Regions from separate parts of the Mus musculus genome. Here all the other regions are linked to region 3. Evidence: chromatin contacts called from public HiChIP or PLAC-seq data. All regions are on one chromosome and are shown on one strand. The core of a region is the stretch at or near the end of the contact, and the rest is flanking DNA. Distances in the headings are between cores, read along the strand shown. Region 1 has its middle 51 kb from the start of Il1r2. Region 2 has its middle 25 kb from the start of Il1r2. Region 3 overlaps Il18r1 (interleukin 18 receptor 1).

The links. HiChIP or PLAC-seq counts read pairs in DNA pulled down with a chosen protein or histone mark.
Region 1: an H3K27ac HiChIP or PLAC-seq map of regulatory T cell precursor shows a contact between it and region 3, with 8 times the contacts expected there. The contact joins two enhancer-like sites. A contact is called at or near these places in 2 of 39 promoter capture datasets (frontonasal cranial neural crest and liver), 1 of 15 datasets of contacts at CTCF or cohesin (the NIH/3T3 cell line), 3 of 115 datasets of contacts at active chromatin or transcription factors (Th17 cells, effector CD8 T cells and regulatory T cell precursor) and 1 of 9 other capture datasets (macrophages).
Region 2: a contact with region 3 is called in an H3K27ac HiChIP or PLAC-seq map of thymic regulatory T cells, with 4 times the contacts expected there. The contact joins two enhancer-like sites. A contact is called at or near these places in 2 of 39 promoter capture datasets (embryonic stem cells and frontonasal cranial neural crest), 1 of 484 Hi-C or Micro-C datasets (Th1 cells), 3 of 115 datasets of contacts at active chromatin or transcription factors (effector CD8 T cells, regulatory T cell precursor and thymic regulatory T cells) and 3 of 9 other capture datasets (adipose tissue, embryonic stem cells and macrophages).

The regions. Positions count from the first base shown.
Region 1 is chr1:40,032,518-40,035,217 of GRCm38.p6, forward strand. No RefSeq gene overlaps it. Among named protein-coding and RNA genes, the nearest start is that of Il1r2, 51 kb to the right of the region's middle. Within about 2 kb of position 1,399, at least 29 of the 459 cell types and tissues checked have an H3K27ac peak or open chromatin away from gene starts, as enhancers often do. A contact at or near this core is called in Th17 cells and regulatory T cell precursor, where this site is marked.
Region 2 is chr1:40,057,919-40,060,618 of GRCm38.p6, forward strand. No RefSeq gene overlaps it. Among named protein-coding and RNA genes, the nearest start is that of Il1r2, 25 kb to the right of the region's middle. Within about 2 kb of position 1,378, at least 48 of the 459 cell types and tissues checked have an H3K27ac peak or open chromatin away from gene starts, as enhancers often do. A contact at or near this core is called in Th1 cells, regulatory T cell precursor and thymic regulatory T cells, where this site is marked.
Region 3 is chr1:40,474,445-40,477,144 of GRCm38.p6, forward strand. Il18r1 (interleukin 18 receptor 1) reads left to right here. Exons shown (of 11, transcript NM_008365.2): 3 at 250-496. Among named protein-coding and RNA genes, the nearest start is that of Il18r1, 9.8 kb to the left of the region's middle. Within about 2 kb of position 1,442, at least 49 of the 459 cell types and tissues checked have an H3K27ac peak or open chromatin away from gene starts, as enhancers often do. A contact at or near this core is called in Th1 cells, Th17 cells, regulatory T cell precursor and 1 more, where this site is marked.

The sequences.
Region 1 (2,700 bases), core at 149-2,648, 440 kb before region 3:
CTAAGGCCTTTAACATGTCTAGAGGCTTTATAGACACTTCCAAGGTTTGTCCCCGACATTTGTCCACATCTTACTGCTTCTTAAATAGTCCCCCTAGAGATCATTCTGGAATGGGGGGCCTGAGTTGAGACATGGTCTTCTAATCTCCATGGGCTGGATTTTTCTACATCTCAGTGTATATTACTGTGTGTGGATGGATGGATGGATGGATGGATGGATGGATGGATAGATAGATAGATAGATAGATAGATAGATAGATAGATAGATAGATAGAACTAAAGTCATGTCAACAGGATAACCAAGACAAAAATCCCACTAGAACAGCAGTTCTCAACCTGTGTGGGTCTCAACCCCTTTGCAGGTTGAACAGCCTTTCATGGGGGGGTCACATATCAGATATCCTGTTTGTCAAAATTTTAACATTATGGTTCATAGCATTCAAAACTAAAGTAGCACTGGAATAACTTGATGGTTGGGGGATCACTGTATTAAAGGGTCACAGCGTTAGAACTGAATCTGAGAACCACTGCACTGTTACCTAGGCTGGGTTTTACACAATCACAGACAGACAGACAGACAGACAGACAGACACACACACACACACACACACACACACACACACACACACACACACACAGGAGTTTGCAAAGCTTTTGTTCTCTGGCTCTATTAAAATGGTTCTGTGAGAAAGCTAAAGGAGGAGGCCATAATTTGCAAACCTCAAGGCAGTGAGCTGGCTGTGGGTGAAAGCTAAGAAATCCTTCTTCTCACGGACAGCCCAGGACTCTCTGCTGTGGGGTCCAGGACTGTGCTGCAGGGGTTTCTTTTTCTAAAGGCTGCAAGGAAGGCACATGAAGTTGCAAGCCATACACACACACACACACACACACACACACATATATGCAGCCAGTGGCTGCTGCTGTTCCCCTACACAGGTGGGTTTCAGACAGAAAACTTTCATGTACAGCAGAGGTGTTTATCTGGGGCCTCTGACTCACTGGTGGCATCAACGAGGGGCCCGCCAAGCTGGAAAGTTCTCAGAGACTTATAGCTGTGGGAAAAACCCACTCCCCCATTGCATTCTGGTTTCTGCCGTTGTGTAATCTTAAAAGAATGGGGCAAAGACCTGTCATGGAAGGAACTGAGAAACTTAATGGTGGCTGTGTAATTTATTATCCTCAGCACAGTCGCATATGTCCCAGTCACTGGGTAACAGATTCCCAGGATCCTTCACAAGTAAGTCACTCTAGACTGTTGGAAAAGGTGTGGCTGTCACCTGAGTCTCCCTGGCTATTTTGAAGTGCAACCCTATTTTCAGCTCTTACTGGACCTCACTCAAGAGAGCTCACTGTGCATGCTGGAGAGATGGCCAGGAGCCATCACTGCCACGAATCGGTAGTAACACAAGAGCCTGGTCCTTCTGGAATCTGCTGAGTCATGGCTGCCCATTCTATAGAACTGACTCCTGGTCTTAGATGACATTTGCCCAGCTCCACTTAAGGGCAGCTGCTATCATAGTCGTGTGTAACTGACACAGAGCAGCATGAAGTCTCATCATTGCAGTAGAAACAAAGGGAGTTTTGTCCGTTCAGGGAAGATTTGTGAATTGCTGCACTTTGTACAAGCCACCATAATTACAAGCTATAATTGGATCACTCTGTAATGCTCAGATCTTCCAAGTTACCATGGACGGGGATCTGATCTCCGATTCCAAAAGGCAGCTGATGTGTATATGGAATTAAAAGGACAGTATGTCCAGACCGCAAGGAAGCATACGAGAGCTTAGCGTGGAGATCAGGGAGAAGCCAGCTAAGTGACGCTTAGAGTCACGCCTAGTTAAAAACACTAGGATTTCCAACCTGGGACACGGATCACATTCCCAAGAAGGGAATAATCTTTTATTCTTTTTATTTTTATTCTTTTTACTTGTTTCATTTTTTTTCTTTTTCTTTTCTTTTTTTTTTTGGATATGCCTTTTTGACTGAGAATTTTGTATATGAATATATACTACATTTTAATGAAACATATCCCCTATTTCCTTACTTCTAATTCCTCTTGTATCGCCTGCCTCAACTCCCATCTTCTACTTGTTTTAAAAGCAGTACGTCCACTTGGTGCTACCTGTGGGCGCATGAGTGTAGTTCAGTCTGTTGGAGTTTGAGTGGTCTTTCGAGGGCTACATTCCTGAGGAAAATGGATTTCCTTTCCCAGTAGCTATCAATTGCGAATAGCCCCTCAGTGAGTGGTAGGATTCGTGCAGCCCTAATCCACCCATGCTGGTATTTTGCCTTGCTTGGTTTGGTGGATGTACCATTGGGTTCATGGGCGCAATGGCCCGGACAGGTCCAACAAACACTCTTTACAGAATTTCATTGTCTCTAGTTTTCATGATCTTTCCAGCCCTGCTTCTGCAGTAGTCTCTGAGCTTGGATGAGAGAATTTGTTGAAAATGGCTGGCAGGGTCTCACCCACCAGAGTGTCTGATTATCCAGGTCAAGTGTCCTGGGCAAGCCCCTGTGACAGAAACTGCTGGAGGACACAAGAAGAAATCTCTCGCCGGAAGGTTCTACACCTTCCTCCTAATTTCCACATTGCTCATGATCCCAGTGGTTGTGGTACAATCTTAAGAAGCCAGACACCCCAGTTCTGTGTAGATTGAGTGTCATTTCAATCAAAAGAGGCTGTTTTAGATGCAACTCT
Region 2 (2,700 bases), core at 128-2,627, 420 kb before region 3:
CTTCTCTGTGAATACCCTACCCAGGTCCTCCTCTTGTGTCCCCACTGGGCTTGTAAACTTATCTCAGAGGCAAGAGAACTCAGGGGCCTCTGGGCCAGCGCCGGCCTTAGGTTAGGGCTGTGTTTCCCAGGACCCCTGCCACAGCCTCTTTCCCGGAGCTGGGAACTAATGGTGGCTACCTGAGCTCTGTTAATCTGCTTCTGTTTCGCAGAGTCAACTCAAGCGGGCAGAGTTCTGGCTGACTTCTTTACCGGCGCACTGCAGTTGGGAAATTGCTGTGTGCAAACACCACAGACCAGGGCTATTCCTTTCCGTCCTGTGGATCAGGTGCCTCACATCTGATCGAGTGTTCCTTTCCCACACCCTAGCAAGGAGACAGCGTACGGACTGTGTTACCTGTTGGTGTTAGGGTCTCTGTCAGGTCAGCTCCCCTGGACCTCTGTCTTGACACTTTCATAATAGGACACAAAATATGGGGATTGGTGACTTCACAAATGAAATTCATGTACCGATTTTTTTTTGCCTCTTTTTCAGACTCCCCCTCCCCCGTCCCCAAGGCCTCTAGTTTCCAGTTTCCCACCCCATGGGCTCCTTGTAGGTCTGAGGAGACTACCTCACTGAAGCTTTAGCAATAGCACAGCAGTAGAATTAGCCAAGGGTATCTGTAAGAGGCACTGGGCTTGGCTCTGACCCAGGGACTGCATCTCAGGAACAGAATGCCTTTGTGGGGCCATGGAGGCTGATCAACAGGAGTAGTTATTGTGCATGCGGTTGCGTCCACCCCTTACTGCAAACAGTCCTGGAAGGTAGTGGTGGACAGGGTAGTTAAGGCTTGTTGTCACCCCACTCCTCTCTGAGACATGGTCTTATATAGCCCAGGTTAGTATCAAACTCAGACTCAATTGGTAACCAAGAATCACCTTAAATTTCTAATCCCCTTGCCTTGCAGGATTTTACCACAAAAGCTGGCCCAAGAGTACATCTCGATGGCCGGGAGAAGCTCCTAGGATGTTACCTAGCCAGACCCTGGACGTACCAAGGACAGGTCAAGAAGGGTAGTCAGTCACCCAGGAGAGCCGCTTGCCTAAGGAGAGGTGGAATTAAAGAGCCCACAGCTAGAGATGACAGGGGTGAGTTTTCCATCAGGGACAAGAGCACAGCACCTTGCAATGAGCACAGACCCAGGGAGAGGACACCTGAGACTGGGGGTGATGCACCCATCTTATCTCCACTCACATTCCCATCATTTGCCTGGCCTCTTGAGAGTCAAAGAGGAGCCTGAACAGTACACAGGGCAGGGGACAGCCAGCCTGGCTTAGCTAGGGTGCCGTGAGCATGTGTGTGCATGCATGTGCAATGGAAAATTATGAGCTCATCACTGAGCCTCTTTGAATCTTGCCCATAAAAGGGGGAGGACACCCGTGCCCTGCCTGCCTCGAAGGTGGCCCTGTAGAACTTCCCCTGTTTGCCCTTTAGGGAGTGGGGCATGGAGGGCAGGGCAGAACACAGCCCCAAGGATGAACATGAACATGTCTGTCCCCTCCTAGACTAACTCAGATGCCAGGGTGAAATCTTGACTCTGCATTGTGCAATCCCCATTTGTTTTCTCTCTCTATCTTGCTTTAAATGAACAGCTGAGCTGTATAAATTGGCTCTGGGAAGACAGTCATGTTAGGCTTCTGGCTTCATGTCAGGTCATAGGCCCCTCCCAACCCTGCCTCAGCTACTCCCCAGAAGTAATAGCCCAGCTGTAGAAGCTGTAGTCCTGCAGCCCCCGAAGGCTTCTGGGGGATTGGGGAACTGCTCAGGGCAGGGGATCCATGCCTTCTTACAGAAGCCAGGTGCTATCAATATGCTGAAAAGGATCTTAGCAAGGCACACAGGAAAGAAAAGGCCCCAGAAGGGAAATTGCCAAGCCCCTTGGTGGCTCTGGTAACCCTCCAAGCCCCAACTTCCCGTGGCCACCCCTCTGAGTATTTCTCTGAGTAATCCTGGGTTCACTCACTTGTGATATCAAGATGAACGTTCAGTACCTGTGATCACCCATGTACTGCACTGGGCCAGGAGGGGAAACTGAATACAACTGTGCCCTCCCTAGGCTTCAGTCCTCAGGTCCAGTGGCTGCTAATCAGAGTAGGAAGGGTATATATATATATATATATATATATATATAGATATATATAAATAAACTTCCAGGAGTTCCTTAACTGTCAGCTTCAAGTAGCCCCTGGTACAAGACCACGTGTTAGCCAGCTTTCTGTCACTGTGACAAGACACCAGAGATAATCATCTTAAAAGACAGAAAGGTTTTGTTTGTTTGTGTTGCTGTTCATCTATCCTAGGTTGCCTCCAGCCCATGGACAATATAGCTTATTGTAGTTGAAATGCAGGGTCCAAGAGGCTATTTACCTCATGACACCCAGGGGACAGAGGAAGGAGCAAGGCAGTAATCTAACAGTCCCTGGAAGGCCATCCCCCAAACACCTTAACTTCCTTCCCCTAACCCCCACCTCCTAATGGTTTGACTCCCAACCAGCTTGTATGACAGGCTGGTGAAGAGTTTTAGGAGGGACATTTATCTTCTGCCAGGGGACCTTCAGTCCAGGAGGGCGATGTGCTTCTGGGAAAAGAGGAAGTTGATGCCGATTATTTAGAAAACACAGCAACATACGAAATCTTCTCCCAACCCAGAGAACCTTT
Region 3 (2,700 bases), core at 192-2,691:
GCCTTCGAGTGAGGGTTGGCTAAGCTCTTCAACTTTCTGTTTAGGGGAAGCCGTCAGCTTTATCTTCATCTTGGTTCTGAAAGTGTCTTATCTCCTGTATGTCTTCTCTTAAGACAGAAGACAGCACAGGAGTACGATACTGAGATTTCTCCCAGCTTTCTTACTGACTGTTTATACTCATGGAGGGGGATCAGGGAAAAATCACCCTTGTCCTGTTTTATCTCCCTTTCCTCTTGCAATCTGCTGTAGAAAGTTGTATTCACCGATCACAAATTCATGTGGTAGAGGGAGAACCTTTTTATCTGAAGCCATGTGGCATATCTGCACCAGTGCACAGGAATGAAACAGCCACCATGAGATGGTTCAAAGGCAGTGCTTCACATGAGTATAGAGAGCTGAACAACAGAAGCTCGCCCAGAGTCACTTTTCATGATCACACCTTGGAATTCTGGCCAGTTGAGATGGAGGATGAGGGAACGTACATTTCTCAAGTCGGGTGAGTGAGCCAATTTGTTTTAACGTATTTCCTGAGACTCTTGACCTTGACTCAGAAAATCAAATACACATTTGTAAGCTCATGATAATCCATGCATTTTTTTCTTCCCTGTTCTCTCTTCAACAGGAAACAAATGTTTCATTGTAGAAATATTAAGCCAGTCACTCTAAATTTATATGTATGTATGTATGTATGTATGTAGTGTATATATATATACATATATATATGTATACATATATATATATACATACACATATATATGTATATATACACATGTATATATATATATGTATACATATATGTATATATGTATGTGTATGTATATATATATAAAACTAAATGATTAATGAGATTTCCTTTGCAGGGACTCTTGTTAATGATTAGCAGAGAGGAAATTCAGGTGGGTTTGGTAGTGAGGACTTCAGATGATATGGCACCTGAGGCAAGAGCAACAGGGGCTCCCTCCCACATGTCCTGCTCAGATTTCAGAGAAAGGGAGAAAGGAGAGAGCTTAGGGGAATACACCCTAGCCTAGATTTTGGACGTTTCTGAGAAACAAGAGGCAAAGTTACTGGGGAAAAGATATAGTTGCTACCCAGCCACAAGCTAATAGCCAAAGTCAGAGGGAGAGGGAGAGAGGGAGAGAGGGAGAGAGGGAGACAGCGAGGGAGGGAGGGAGGGAGGGAGAGAGAGAGAGAGAGAGAGAGAGCATGCACATACATATGTATGCACATTAGGCTCATGCATACATGTGTAGGTAAACATTCTTTATAAAGACTTGACATTGACCTATAAAACTTTGGTCTCTCAGGGTTAGCTGGGTGATATGTCGCTGTGTTGTGAGATGTAGCAGATTTCTTTTAGAAATCTGTCTTTATTCTAGAGCGAGCCCTGATCCTTATCAGCACATCTTAAAGAAAGAGAAGTGAGATTTCACAGCAAAGCCTCTTTTTTGCTCCTGTGGTTTTTCACAAAATGAGGTCATAGTTGTTTACTAGACACAGAAACGTCTGAGTGTCAGAAATATGTGGTAGAACTTGGTTTTTTTAAACAGTGCAGTAGATGTGATATTTTAAGGGAGAGAATTATAATATGTATGTTGCAACTGGATCTTTCTAGAGTGAGTGAAAAATGCTACAACTCACAACACAGTGACATATCGTCCAGCTAACCCTGAGAGACCGACATTTTATAGGAGCACAACCCGATGATAAGGATGAAACTTTGACAGTGGCTTTGAGTGTAGTGGAGCTTCCACATGGAAGAGGGTGCTTTGAACATCTTTAGTTCAAATAGAAGAAGAACCCGATGCCTGTGTCACATTTTATGGACCAGCGTTTTTGAGAGCATTAGAAGCAGGAGAGAGAGAGTTTCATGAATAAGAAAATGTGCTTCTCTTGCAGAAGACCTGAGTTCAGTTTGCAGCACCCATGTAGGGTGGCTCCTAAACACCTAGAACCCAGCTCTGGGCACCAGGGCCTCTTCTGGTGCACAGCACTGATACTTACATGCACATACATACGTACATACACATGCTTGCATGCACACAGAATCTTAAAACCTAACATCTTTTGAAAAGGAAAGAAAACCAGCTAAGAAGGAAAGTCACACAGAAGAGAGTTTTCTCCAGTGGAGGTGAAGAAATGGTGCACAAAACACTTTTATTGGAGCCAGAGAGAAGAAAATAGGTCTTTCTGTTTTCATTCTTCCTTTCTTCCCTCCCTCCTCCTCTCCCTTCTTTCTTCCTCTTTCCTTCCTGATTAATCTCTCTCTTTCTCTCTCTCTTTCCTGTTTTCTTTCATCTTGCTTTAGGTTGCTGCTGATGGAAACCAAGATTATGTTCGTGTTAGGCAAGTGCTCTACAACGGAGCAATCAGCTGTTAAGCTGGGCTTCTTAAACCTGAACAGCACTCAGCCAGAGGGGCCATTATAATCAGAGTGGCATTGATTCAAGGCCAGGGGTGACAGGGAAGGTGTGGGGGGGTGTCTTAGATTTTGACTTTCTTGATCTCAATTTCCTGCTAGCCTTTGAGCTTGCTCTTTGACAGGGAGTGCAGAGTGTTGCCTGGTTTAGGTTCCTAAGGGGTTTCCACGCACAGCAAGCACTCTGTTAAGATTTGCTGAATCTTAAGAACTGAGAATTGCAGAGGTGGAAACCAACGTGATATGACAAGAGGAGTTTTAAGAAGAAGATGCTGCCAATG